Regions from separate parts of the Oryctolagus cuniculus genome. Here region 1 is linked to region 2. A link is a contact called in public Micro-C data. All regions are on one chromosome and are shown on one strand. The core of a region is the stretch at or near the end of the contact, and the rest is flanking DNA. Distances in the headings are between cores, read along the strand shown.

Region 1 (5,974 bases), core at 2,914-5,413, 220 kb before region 2:
CATCCCATATGGGCGCCAGTTGGAGTCCTGTTTGCTCCTCTTCTGATCTAGCTCTCTGCTATGGCCTGGGAAAGCAGTAGAAGATGGTCCAGGTCCTTGGGCCCCTGCACCCACGTGGGAGAGCCAGAAGGGGCTCCTGGCTCCTGGCTTCGGATCAGCATAGCTCCGGCCCTTGCGGCCATCTGGGGAATGAACCAGTGGATGGAAGACCTCTCTCTCTGTCTCTACCTCTCTCTGTAACTCTGTCTTTCAAATAAATAAAATAAATTAAAAAAATAGAGAAAGTAACAGATATTTCTGAAGACTGAATGATATGAGTCTCCAGATTAAAAGGCCCACTAAGATAACACAAAAAAGAAACAAACCACACAGAAGGTTATAAAACTTGAGAATGTCAAACAAAAAGACCCTGACATTTAAAAAAACAAGGGAAAATAAAAGGAATCAGTATAACTTTGGACTTTTTATCGCAAGCTGTCATGACACGACAGTGTGAAACTGTCACTGAAACTGCCAAGAGGAATCTTTTCAATCTAATATTCTAATTCAGCCACACCACCTAGAAAGACTAGGACAGACGTCTTGAACATGCAAGGTGGCGAACAACGGATCTCCCACGTGCTCTTCCTTAGGAAGCCACTGAGGATGTACACTTCTAAATGGAGCAAGCTAAAGAAAAGGCAGGCAGGAGAAAGGGGTGGAAGTCCCAGGAAAAGCAGTCCTACTGTGCGTACAGAACAGGGAGCTCCAGAGGGAGGAGTGTCAAGAAGAAATGTGTGGGATGGAGAGAGGACCGACTTGAAGCGCTACCTGGGAAAAACATCAAAAGGCACGTAATGTATTTCTCTGAGTACTGGAGGAAACGCAGACATAAACACATAGAAAACTCATCAAAAAGTTTGAAGCACTTATTTTCTCTGGGAGAAATAAAAACATACAAGAAATACATCACCAACTCAAAAGGGAGCAAAACAGGTACACATGATATAAAACTGACGGCTGGGTTTACTTTTTTTTTTTTAATTAATTAATTTATTTTAAAGACAGTGATGGGGGAGGGGGACATGCAGCAGGGGAGGAGGAAAAGAGGAAGAGAGACGGGGAGAGGGGGAGAGGGGGAGAGAAAGAGAGAGAGAGAGAGAGAGAGAGAATCTTCCATCTGCTGGTTCACTCCTCAAATTGCCACTACAGCTGAGGCTGGGCCAAGCCAAACCCAGGAACTCCATCTGGGTCTCCCACAAGCTCTTGGGCCATCGTCTGCAGTCTTTAGGGTGCACATTAGGAGGGAGCTAGATCAGAAGCATGCAATAGCCACATTGAACCAGGCATTATGATACACAATGCCAGTGTCCCAAGTGCCAACCTAGCCCCACTGCTGAGCCACAACACCAGCCCCACTGCGGGTTTCATTTAAAAAAAAAAAAATACTTAAAGAGTTTAAAGGAAAAATGGGATAAGCACCCAGTTATGATAAGATGTCAAATGCTTATTCTACACTGATTTCAGAAACACAAAATGTAAAACTCAAGGGAAAAAAAAAGAAACACACAAGACCTAGGTGAAGTCGAAGAAGCTATCCACAGAGCTTGGAGAGTAAAAACCTGAAAGCAGGAGTTCGCTTTTGTTCTAAGTCTTTCAGCTCTATTTTATTCTTTAAAAACTGTGCATGTATGAAATGGATTAAAACAACTTACTCTCAAATCAAAGGCAGTTAGCTCAACCTATCACTATCAACTTCATTCATAAGATTCTCACATGCAACTCTATAGAATATCATAAAATAATGTTAGTTTCCCATACCAGATTTCCCATATCACAATGATTGAAAAATATGGTGCACAAGTACTATTTCAAGTAGTCTTAAAACACCATGACAGCTTCCATGGAAAAATGCATTCTGCCAACCCAGGCTGCCTGGTACACAGCTTAGCACCTGATCTCTCCACCTAGGGGGAGCCAAGGAGTACTTTACAGATAAAAGGAATAGGGGAGAAGGGAAGGGGTAAAAACAGAGGACCCGGCCATGGGTCACAGGTTAACGGAATCTGAAATACAGCAAACGCTGCTAGAGGTCCCCCTCCCCCAGGGACAGAGCCCAGTCCTGGAGCTCAAGCCCCTCTGCCCCCACAGTCCACTTCCCAGCATACACTGGATGCTCATCAACCAGGAGCCTCCTCTGCCACAAATATCCCTAAGAAAACTAATTCCCTTTGAATAAGGGAACAAACACATCACCTCAAGCACTAGTTAGCAATGATTTCTTTTTCTCCGTGCCATAATCAAACTTCTATATATACAATATCTTCTTTTCATTCAATGGAACTTTGTCTGCAGCCAATGTCACCATTTCATTTAAAAAAAAAAAAATATGAACTCTTACCTTGAGCAAAATACATAAAGCCTCACCTTTCTCATCTCTAAAATGGGGACAAAGACATAGACTTCACTGGTTAGCAAGAAAGTTCAAGGAAACAGCACGTATAAAGTGTGCAGGGGCAGGTTTATATGGGCACTCCATCAGCATCAGGCCCTGGTTGTCCTCTGTCCCTTCCCTCCACCCTTCACCAGGAAAGAAGAAACACACATAAACAACTTCACAAATTATACACGTTCTTTCCATCTTGACCAAGGCATGCATAACACATGAATATTTTCTAATATGATGTGAGTTGATTTACAAACATTCGCTATTTTTCCTAAGCCTAAATCTTATGTTCCAAGCACTGAGCCAATCCATGGGTTTAATTGGGCTAAACTACATTCAGCGAATTCGGCTAGCCTAAAAGGAGGATTAAGAAAGGCACGAGGCTACAAAAACACAGACGACCTCCTTAGCTAAAACTACAAATCCATACACGTAACAAACGTCTCAACAGCCTGCCGCGTGCAATTCCATTTCTCAGCAGACCTCAAGAAAATCCTGCAACTTAAAAAAGAATAAGTAAAAGCGATAGGCAATGGGTGGTGAAGCGAGTTAACTTTCTTCCCTTAAACCACGCCACAAGACCAAATAAAGGGACTGTGTTAATACACAAAAGAAAGCAGGCGTCCAGAAAGCAACAACGCTGTCGTGAAGGTGACCCAAGGCCAAGTTCTCCGTTCTCTTCAAGGTGTTTACACGAAGCAGTCACATCCTAGACGAGCAGCAAGAAGGGGCTCAGATGTCGGCTACCTGGGGAATCACCCACTATCTTTAAGTGCACCCAGAAGCTGCCACCAACGTCCCCTTGCTCTCACGCTTTGCTGAGAGCATGCAACCAGAAAGCACGAGCAACCGGAGCGTGGCCTACCCCGCATCTAAACCACAACCCAGGATCTGCGTGAATTCTCAGGCATCCTCCATCCAGGGCCCTAGAGCATGACAGGCACGGGGAAGGTCAAAGAAACTTTGCGCGGCCGGGGCTAAAGTTGCACCGAGAGCACGGCAGAGGGTGGAGGGGGATGGCACCGGCAGGATCCGGGTCTCTGGCGGAGGCCGAGGGTCCCCACAGTGGCGGGACAGCCAGGGCGAAGAGGGGAGGCCCCGAGACCGACCCGGGGCGGGGGCCGGGCAGGGACCACACCTCCCGGCCAGCACGGCAGGCAGGCGGAGGCCGGGGCCGCCGGGGCGAACCGGGCGCCAGGAGCGGGCGGCGAGCGCTGGGGGCGGGGAGGGCAGGCGCCCGCGGTCCACGCCGCGCGGACCGAGCCGCCGGCAGCCGGAAGCGGCCCGGGCCACTCACCGATCAGCCGGCGCACCTCGTCCTCGCTCAGGTAGAGGCTCACGCTGGGCCCCGCGGCCGCTGGCTGCAGGGCCGGGGGCCGCGGGGCCGGGGCGGCGGCGGCGGTGCCGGGAGCGGGCAGCAGCGACAGCAGCGCGAGCAGGAGCAGCGGCGGCGGCGGCGGCGGCGGAGCCCTCAGGCCGCGGGCCCCCGGGAGGCAGCCCCGGCCTGGCCGCCCCGGCCGCGCCGCCCCGCGCATGGCCAGCGCCGCCGCCGCCGCCGCCGCCGAGGAGGAGCGTCGGCCGGCCGCCGCGCCGCCGCCCACCCCCGGCCCCGAGCCGCTCACAGCCCCGAGCCGGGGGCGGCCGCCCAGCTCATCGCGCCGCTGGCCCGTGGCAGCCAGCCGCCGCTTCAGACCGCCGGAGCGCGCCGCCGCCGCCGCCGCCTTCCCGGCGGCATCGTCCACGGCGGGGGACTGCCCGCGGAGGCGCGCCCGTGCGCGCCGCCGCCGCCCCGGGGCCGCGCACGCACGCGCCGCCCGCTCCCTGCGGGCCGCATCCGAGCTGTGAGCGCCTGCATTTTAAAGTGCTTCTGTCGGGCGTAGGGCTCCTAGGTCACCCTCTTCAAGGGCCCGTCCTCGCCCCGCGTTGTCCCCCGGCTGCTGTGCCGTCTGCAGCCCCCTCCCCCGACGGAGGGTCCACGCAAGGAGACCCCGGCCGCTCCGAAGGTCCACGGAAATGCCTGGACGCGGCCTCTCTGGTTGCAAACGAAAAACTGGCTCTTTTTTTTTTTTTTTCGGCGTAGTGAGAAAGCGCAGATTAATAGAAATCACCCTTTGTCACGGCATGGGAGGTCAACCCCAGCATTTCTGTGCCTCTTCTTGCGGGTTTATATCGAATACATTTGTTTTCCAGAAAGATCTTAGCACCCTAAAGGGAGATGATGACACGCTGCGGATTTGAAATAGTTTTGTAGTCGATCTGCGTCACTGTCTATACGCAGCTCTGGAGTTGTGGATCTGCGACCCTTGCCAGGGTCCCAAAGCTGCTTCCAGAACGTGGAGAGTGCAAAGGTGTGACTGCGCACCTGAGTGTGTGTGTGTGCGCGCACTTGAGCTCATAACCTCTCTCAGGGAGTCCATCCCCGCCCCCCCAGAGGGTGGGGAGCGCGGTCGTAGGTCACCTCCCTCCAGCCTCGGTGTAGCTCCCGAGCATCCCCGCCCGGTGGGACAGGTCCCCTCTGGCCCCAGCCTCCCCTGCGGGAGCAGCTGCACTCCAGCCAGGCCCGGCTTAGGCGCGCAGTTGCTCTCCGCAGTGAGGCCCTGCACGACGGCTATTTTTATCCCCTGGAAGGTGGGGAAGGACCCGACTGATGAGAGATGTTCCGGAACTTAGTTTTTTTTTTCAAGTGACAGTTTAGATCTTGGCTGGCCCGGATTTAGCCAGCTTCAGCTTCTCAGCCCAGAACCCGCATCCTGCAGGAGGCGGCTGGGAAGAGGGTGGAAACCACACAAGCCACAAAAGTGTTGAGGTAGGGTGCCCCAGGAACTGCCGGGAAGAGCCTGGGGCTGGGGCTGGGGCGGAGGTGGTGCCCTCTGGACAGAGCTCCCGGTTCAGGTAGGAGACACTTTTATTAAAAGGGTGGCACGCCCCCTGCATTTTGGAAAGGGCTCCCAGCTTCCGGAGGTTCTTGACTGCTTCTAGATCTGCCTTTGCCTGACTTCGTGAGGCAGCCCGCAACACAGAGCTGTAAAGCCTGGCTGGGCTCTGCTACTTAGGAATCGTATGAAGTTGGGAACGTGACTTAATCTCTCCAACAGGGTTTAGTTGGAAAGGCAGACGACCCGGTGGGTGTCACACCTGTTGCTAGGATTGTTGTTCTAAAGAATCCCTTCCCTCTGATGACCACTGTCTATAGAAGTTTCATCTCCAGTTACCTCCCAACAGCTTAAACCAGACACCCTCAGGAGCACCACTCTCCCCGCCCTGGAGCCTGGGCTCTATCCCGGTCCTGCCAAGGCTTCCTGCAGTGGGGGAGCAAGGCGCCTCGCTGAAGATTCACTGTGCATTCATCATGCCGTGAAGGAGAAGTTAGCGGTTGCAATCCGTGGTCCCAAGGCCCTCAGGTGCTTCTGCGCACTCACTTAAGGACGGCTGCCCTCCACCATCTCTCCTCTGGGCTGCTGCCGCTGCCTGCACTGCACTTTCCCCCATAGCAGTCGGAGCCATGCTGCTCCGTGTCAGCCTCATCTGCCCACAGCTTCCCAGTCCATC
Region 2 (6,196 bases), core at 2,750-5,249:
GCCAGCAGGCTCCTCAGGCTGCCCTGGGTGCCCGAGACTGAGCTGAGCCATCTGGACTAGTCTGCTGGGTCAGGAGAGACCACGGCCACTCCACCGACAGCCTGCTGACGGCCGGACACGTGACACTGGCCTGGATCTCCCAAGCACATCCTGGAAGCCCACAGCCCTGGCCAGCTGAGCCACAAAGTCGTGAGGTGCCGGCTGCTGTCTGGAGCTACCAGGCTTCGACGTGCTTTGTTAGGCAGCAAGCGCTAACGTACACGGATGCCGCTTTAAGACAAGACCGGGGAAGGGCCTGGTCAGCAGCAAGACCAGGTCACCACCTGAAGCCAGCAGGGAAAGGCCGGTCTCCCCCACCACAGACGGTGCCATAAGCACCTCCGGGATCCGCAAGCCCACTCCACTTCCCTGGCCTTGTTAGGCCCTCCTGTCTCGCCGAGACGCCTGTGACGGCCTCCCCTTGGTGACCTGCGCTTTTCTCCACGTCACACCACCTCTAGCAATGCTGCTCAAGTGACTTTCCAAAAGCCGAATCTGAGCGTGGCCGTCTTCAGTCCTGAAGATCATCACTCCTGGATGTCCTAAGGAGAGGTCCAGGCGTGGTGTCCGAGAGGCCTTTCAACACCCAGTCTGGGCCCCGCTTCTCCGCCTGCTAACGTCGCACCACCTCCTACGTCTTTCACAACCCCAGGCCTTTAGCAGCCAGCCCTCGGCGGCAGTGCCCCTGTCAACCCCTGCCAACCTTGGAGTCCTCAGACGTCACGCTCTCCCTGAAGCCACTTCCTGGTCTACCAGGCGGGCAGGCTCCACACAGGTGTACGTGTGGCCTCTCCAGAGCCCTCGGGGGAGGGAGCTGTAGAATACGTTCCCATCCCCGTGGCACGCAGTAGGCTTGCAAGAAATGCTTGTCGCATGAACGAATGAAGGGACAAAGGCTTCCAGACGGGGTGTGGGGCTCCCCAGACGTGCCACGGAGCCGGTCTGTTAGCTAGCAGACTGCACACGCTCGTTCTCTGATCCCACCCCTTCCCTATGAAATGGGCCCGACATCGCCTCTCTTCCGGGGCCTCTCGCAGGGTCAGGGTGAAGGCTGCCTCCAGCCTCAGGCAAAGCATTTCGTAAACACTCGCTGTGATCATCCGTCTGCTCCACTTTTTGACCGATTCCTAAACCTGAACTAAGCGGCTCATTCATGGGACTACTACTACTTCTCACTTAAATCAAAATGCGGGTGAGCTGAACAGTCATTGTTTTGCAAACAGCAGGGAAACAACCTCTAACTCATATTTTCTGAATCGCTCTTCTCAGCATAGTCCCCAGGCCCTGGCCTCCTTGTCCTTGGTAGGCCTGATACACATTTACTTACCTGCGGGCTCAGCTTGTTACGTGCGGCTCAGCTAACACCTGACAGAAGCATTTTCTAGAACTGAGGGCAGAAAACAGTGCCCTCGAAGCCCGCTGGCCCAGTCACTATGAAGACAAGCCAGGCACCTTACGAGTATTTCCCAGGGAACGCAGGACAGGTGCGTGTTCTGGAAACGTCGGCAGCTGACAGGGCCGAGGGAAGCAGGGGCCCCGGTTAGCTTCCATGCGGCTGCTCCTGTCTGTCCGGCACACTTCATTGTCCGGTCTCCCTCCGGCTGTGCTGTGGCAGCCAGAACACGGCTCCGGAGGGTGGCGCCGCAGCCCTGGCAAGACCCCTGGCCGTGCTGGTTACCTCCGCTTTCTGAACCACACTGCTCTGTGGGGCTGAGACGCTCATACGCCCCCGCGGCTCCGACTTCTCTGCCCTCCTGGTACAGCCCCTGGACACCCTGCCTCCAGCCACGGTCCCGGGCCCCATCGCCACCTACCAGCGGTATCGCCACATCCTCGTAAGGCAGCTTGTCTTCCCGCCAAGCGTCGTCGATGAGATCCAAGATCCTTCCATCCCGCTGCACCTCACTGTCCATGTTCCCGTGGCTTTGATCTCGGCGGAGCCGGACGCCAAGGGGTTCCTTCTGAAACGGGACGGCAGGAAAGATGTGGACTTAGCACCAGCACTGCCCAGGCATTCCCGAGCCTCCCGTGAAGGCAGGAAGAGGTCCTCTTCCAGGCGGTCAAGTGACAACTTAAAAACCAGAGTTCCTGCGCCCGGTCAGCCGACAAACGCTGTGCAGTGAGCGCCTCTGGACAGACTCATCCATCCGTCTGCACCTGCCCCGATTCAAACCTCAGCACAGGAGCGCACTGCACGCGCTCAGCTCACACCTTAGGACGTGGCCAGGACAGGCCTGCCGCAAGGCCTCAGGCCAGGGACGGCGAGAGCGTCGGAAAGCTTGCTTCCTTCCTAAAACAGTGGCCCGGCCGAGCTCCGAGAGGGGCACCTCCAGGTGAGCAACTGGGGCATCCCAGGCTGCTCCCCCACTCTGAGACCAGGGTATCTCCATCCCGCCCCCCTCAGCGACCATGGTATCTCCCCACTCCCCCTTCTCAAGGACCATGGTATCTCCCCTCCCATCCCCTCTCCCCATGCTCTTCAGTGAGGATGGTGTCTCCCTGCCCCCTCTCAGGGACCATGGTATACCCCCCTCAGTAACCACGGTATCTCCCCCCCGCCCTTCAGTGACGATGGTGTCTCCCTCCCCCCTCTCAGGGACCATGGTATCTCCCCACTCCCAGCTGCACTCAGTGCACAGATGCCTCCTGCCAGCCTCATTGTCCCCTGAGCAGCTGCAACCTCATGCAGAGGCCTGGCTGGCAGGTTCCCTCATCGCTAGCGTTCCTCCACGTTAATCCCAACGGCCCGCACTCCACTGGACCAAAGGCGCCCTCAGGCCCTCCCGGCATCTGACACTGCGGAGGCGCACACAGAAAACCTCGGCGGGCGGCGGGATCCCACTCCATCCACGGGCCTCTGCTCTCCTAACAGCAAGACGGCTCCTAACCCCTGGACCGTAATTCTACCCGCGTCGGGGTGCGGAGAGGTTTCTAACCTCGGTGAACGGGCAGAACTGCGGCAAAGGCGCTCCTTCCGCTACCAGCAAGCCGCGTGGGGCCCCAAGGCTGGCCCAGGACCACGCGGCGACTCGTTGAAGGAGCCTGTCTTCAGGGCTCCTGAGGCTCAGGTGCAGTTATATGCGGTGCAGTCTGTCCCCTTTGCTGGTTTTCCCAGGCCCTCGCAGAGCCCCCTCCTATAAAAGCTTCCGGAGACCTCGGTCCTGACTCATCCAGACACAAGCGAGCTCAGCTCTGCGGCCCGCGGCTCGGGCACGCCTGTCTGGCTGCAGGTGCAAATCCTGCACCAGGATCCCCCAGCAGGTCTCTTCCACCTGTCCGCAAACACCGCCCGCCCAGTCCCACTCTCCCGCTCTGAAATCCTGCCCCTAGCGCCTCTGCATCAGACCTCGCCTTCCCCGCTGGCCTGCAGTCTGGCGACTTCAGGTGAACCCACTGCATGCAGGGAATGGTGTCCGGGCTAGGTTGCCCCCCGCCCCGGACCCGGACCCCAGACCCAGGACTCAGGATTAAATCACCACCTCTACAGCAAGGCTAGGCTCCGTTCTGCATGCCTCACGGGAACCCCGGCCCTGATCAACAAATTCCCGTCACACCACTCTCCGCACCGGCCAGAGGGCCACCGCTGACCAGTGTGCCAACCAGCCCTACTTGTCCTGGGGGCGCCGTGCCTGGCGCCAACAAGGGAGACAGACAGTGCGTGCCTTCCCTGCGACAGGGGCACGTCTTGTCCATCTCTGTCTCCCAAAGCTTTGTGACTAAGCATTTACACGATCAAAGACAAAACACCACCCCAGCTTTTCTGTGGCGCTACAAATGACCCTCGCAGGCCACCGTACCGGGAAGGCCAACCCACAACCACGGCTTCCGGCCCGAGGCGGGCGCTACCAACTGGGGAAACCAGGAGGGGGAGGTCTGGGGCCGCCACGTCAGGGCCTTCCAGCCCGCCACACTCCAAGGGTGAGGTGAAGGCATCGGCCGCGGCCGCTGCACTCGACCCCGTCACACCAAGACCCGCGCCACGAACGCAGGAAACTCTTACCAGCACCCGGCCCAAAGCAGCAGCGCTTCCTCCCGGCCACACCCCGGCACCACGTGACCCGTTCGCCCGTCTCCCAGATCCCCGGATGTGGGTGAGCCCATTTATGCGCGCGGAGGGGCGGTCCGGGTTGGGGGGGGGGTGAGGCGGCAGTGGGCGGAACGAACGTGTCGGCGGCAGAGGGAGGACGTAAGATCGGCGGCGCCGCGCGTGCGCGGGCCCGTCCCGAGGTAACGACGGGAAGGCCACGGGCGCGCTCGCGGCGGCCGCTGGGTAACCGCCAGTGGGGACCTAGGCCCCTGCGAGGGGCGGGCGTGTCCTGGTCCGGAGGCCCTGGCCAACCTGGTGCCCCCAGCCGCGCGGCCGCATGGCCCGGGACTGGCTTCTGCAGCAGCCCGCCGGCCACCAGGGGCGCCCCTCGGCCTGCCCGCCCACGCCTTGTGGCCCCGCGAAGGCGGCCGTGGCCCAGTCCGCGGTGGCGTGCGGCCCTGCGGGGAGGTCAGCCGTGGCCCGCAGGCCGGCCGGAGGGGGGTCGCGGGCTCGGGCGCCGCTGCGTGGAGTGCTCCCTGCGCGGGGAGGCTGCAGGGTGGCGTCGGCGGGGTTGGAGGAGGCAGGCCGCCCTCGACGTTCATATTCACATAGAAGGAAATGGCTTGGAGCGGTTGCTCAGTAACGCCCTACACGACCAGGCTCCTGGGGCTGGATCTGCGGTGCCCTGGCGGCCCTGGGACAGTGGCGGAAGCTCCTGTTCGTTTAGGGCTGCACGAAGCAGCTTCCCCCGAGCCCAGGGTCGGACCCCCGATGTCGGCTTCAGACGCCCCGCGTTTGCACAGTTTTGCTCCCCGTGTAGTTTGAGTTTACGAAGAGGAAACCAGGAGCGACACGGGCTGCATACTGAATCTTTAACGGATGTAGCTTGGTGATCGAGTCTGTGTTCGCTTGCTCGGAAGGCGGTGCCCTTGGTTTTCCTGCTGAGCTCCTTGCTAGTTAGCAAGGCCCTGAAACTGGAATGGGCTAGAGATGTGTAACCACCTAGACACTGCCCTCTGCAGCCCGTGCGAGTCAAGTTCATAAACTCGCTTCTAAGGGTTGTTTAGGTCGATTAGTCCCCGCGCTCCTCTGTGTGGGCCACTCTCACGGCTACCTTCCTGCTCCGCACGCACGCTGTCGGCTTGCAAAAAGCAACATGGACCTCAAAGTTGCAGGCATTGAATTTCTGGTTTATGTTAGCCCTCCCCTCCGCCCCCAAGAGCTAGGTTGGTTTCTGCAGTTGCACAAAGCCACAGAACTCTCACACCTGTGGAGATCAGAATTCCCTACTGTGGGCCTCCGCGGGGCTCGGGTTTCTTCAGCTGCCCCATCCCTGTGTGTAGTTGATCCCAGGTCTCACCCCGAGATCTCCCTGTGTGCTTGACTGATAGACCTTTTAAATCCTACCTGCAAACGGCTCTCTGGCCTCTTTCTGCTGTTCTACACTGACCTGTTTGCCTCCCGAGGTGTGCTTGGGTCCCCTGGAATTGCACCTCCGCCTAGCCAGCTGCAGCGGGTACGCTGATTAACATGGCAGAGCACACAGTCCAGTTCTGCATTGCATAGTGCTTGGTACAGCTGCAGCTCCTCCCGTGGTTACTGTTTGAACAGTGCAGCTGTAAAATTGTTACATAATTGCAGAAGGTTCTTTTGAACAGCGGTAGAATCTACCTTTTTTTTTGGTGGGGGAGGAGGAAGATTCCATAGGTGATACATTGTACTTCCTATCGCATTCGTTTGCATTATCAGCGAGGAAGGAGTGTCTGAGTTTTGTGACAGACTAAGCCAAGTCTAGTGAGGGTTGAGATGTCAGCCTAATCCGCTCATCGCGAAGTTCCCCCTGGAGCCTCTCTCTCTAATGGTGAAAGCCTTTCATGGATTTAGATCGCCTGCAGCCATTATCGAAGTTTCTGCTTGCAAAGTGGCAGTTTTTCGAAATCTTGCCATTCCTTCAACATGTATTAGCTGGGAGTCTTGTGAGAAAGAACTTGCCCTCGTCAGCCATTTGACTACCCTGAAATAGAGTTTGTACAGGAAAGTCAAGAAAAACTGCTTAATTCTTTCCCTCTATTTTCAGAATACAGTAATGAGTTCGTGGCCTAGCAACCTCCGAAGGTAACCATGAGGGTT

The links. A called contact is a pair of places that touch in the nucleus more often than the background predicts.
Region 1: a Micro-C map of ear pinna shows a contact between it and region 2, with 4 times the contacts expected there. The contact joins the promoter of RYK here to the promoter of CEP63 in region 2. A contact is called at or near these places in 2 of 6 Hi-C or Micro-C datasets (ear pinna and an unstated tissue).

Annotation. Positions count from the first base shown.
Region 1 is chr4:147,179,096-147,185,069 of mOryCun1.1, reverse strand. RYK (receptor like tyrosine kinase) reads right to left here and starts at 4,163. Exons shown (of 14, transcript XM_070072807.1): 1 at 3,723-4,163. The coding sequence starts at 3,960.
Region 2 is chr4:146,958,226-146,964,421 of mOryCun1.1, reverse strand. CEP63 (centrosomal protein 63) reads left to right here and starts at 3,999. Exons shown (of 13, transcript XM_070072799.1): 1 at 3,999-4,130. It overlaps ANAPC13 (anaphase promoting complex subunit 13), which reads right to left and starts at 4,244. Exons shown (of 3, transcript XM_008266210.4): 1 at 4,040-4,244; 2 at 1,854-2,000. The coding sequence starts at 1,952.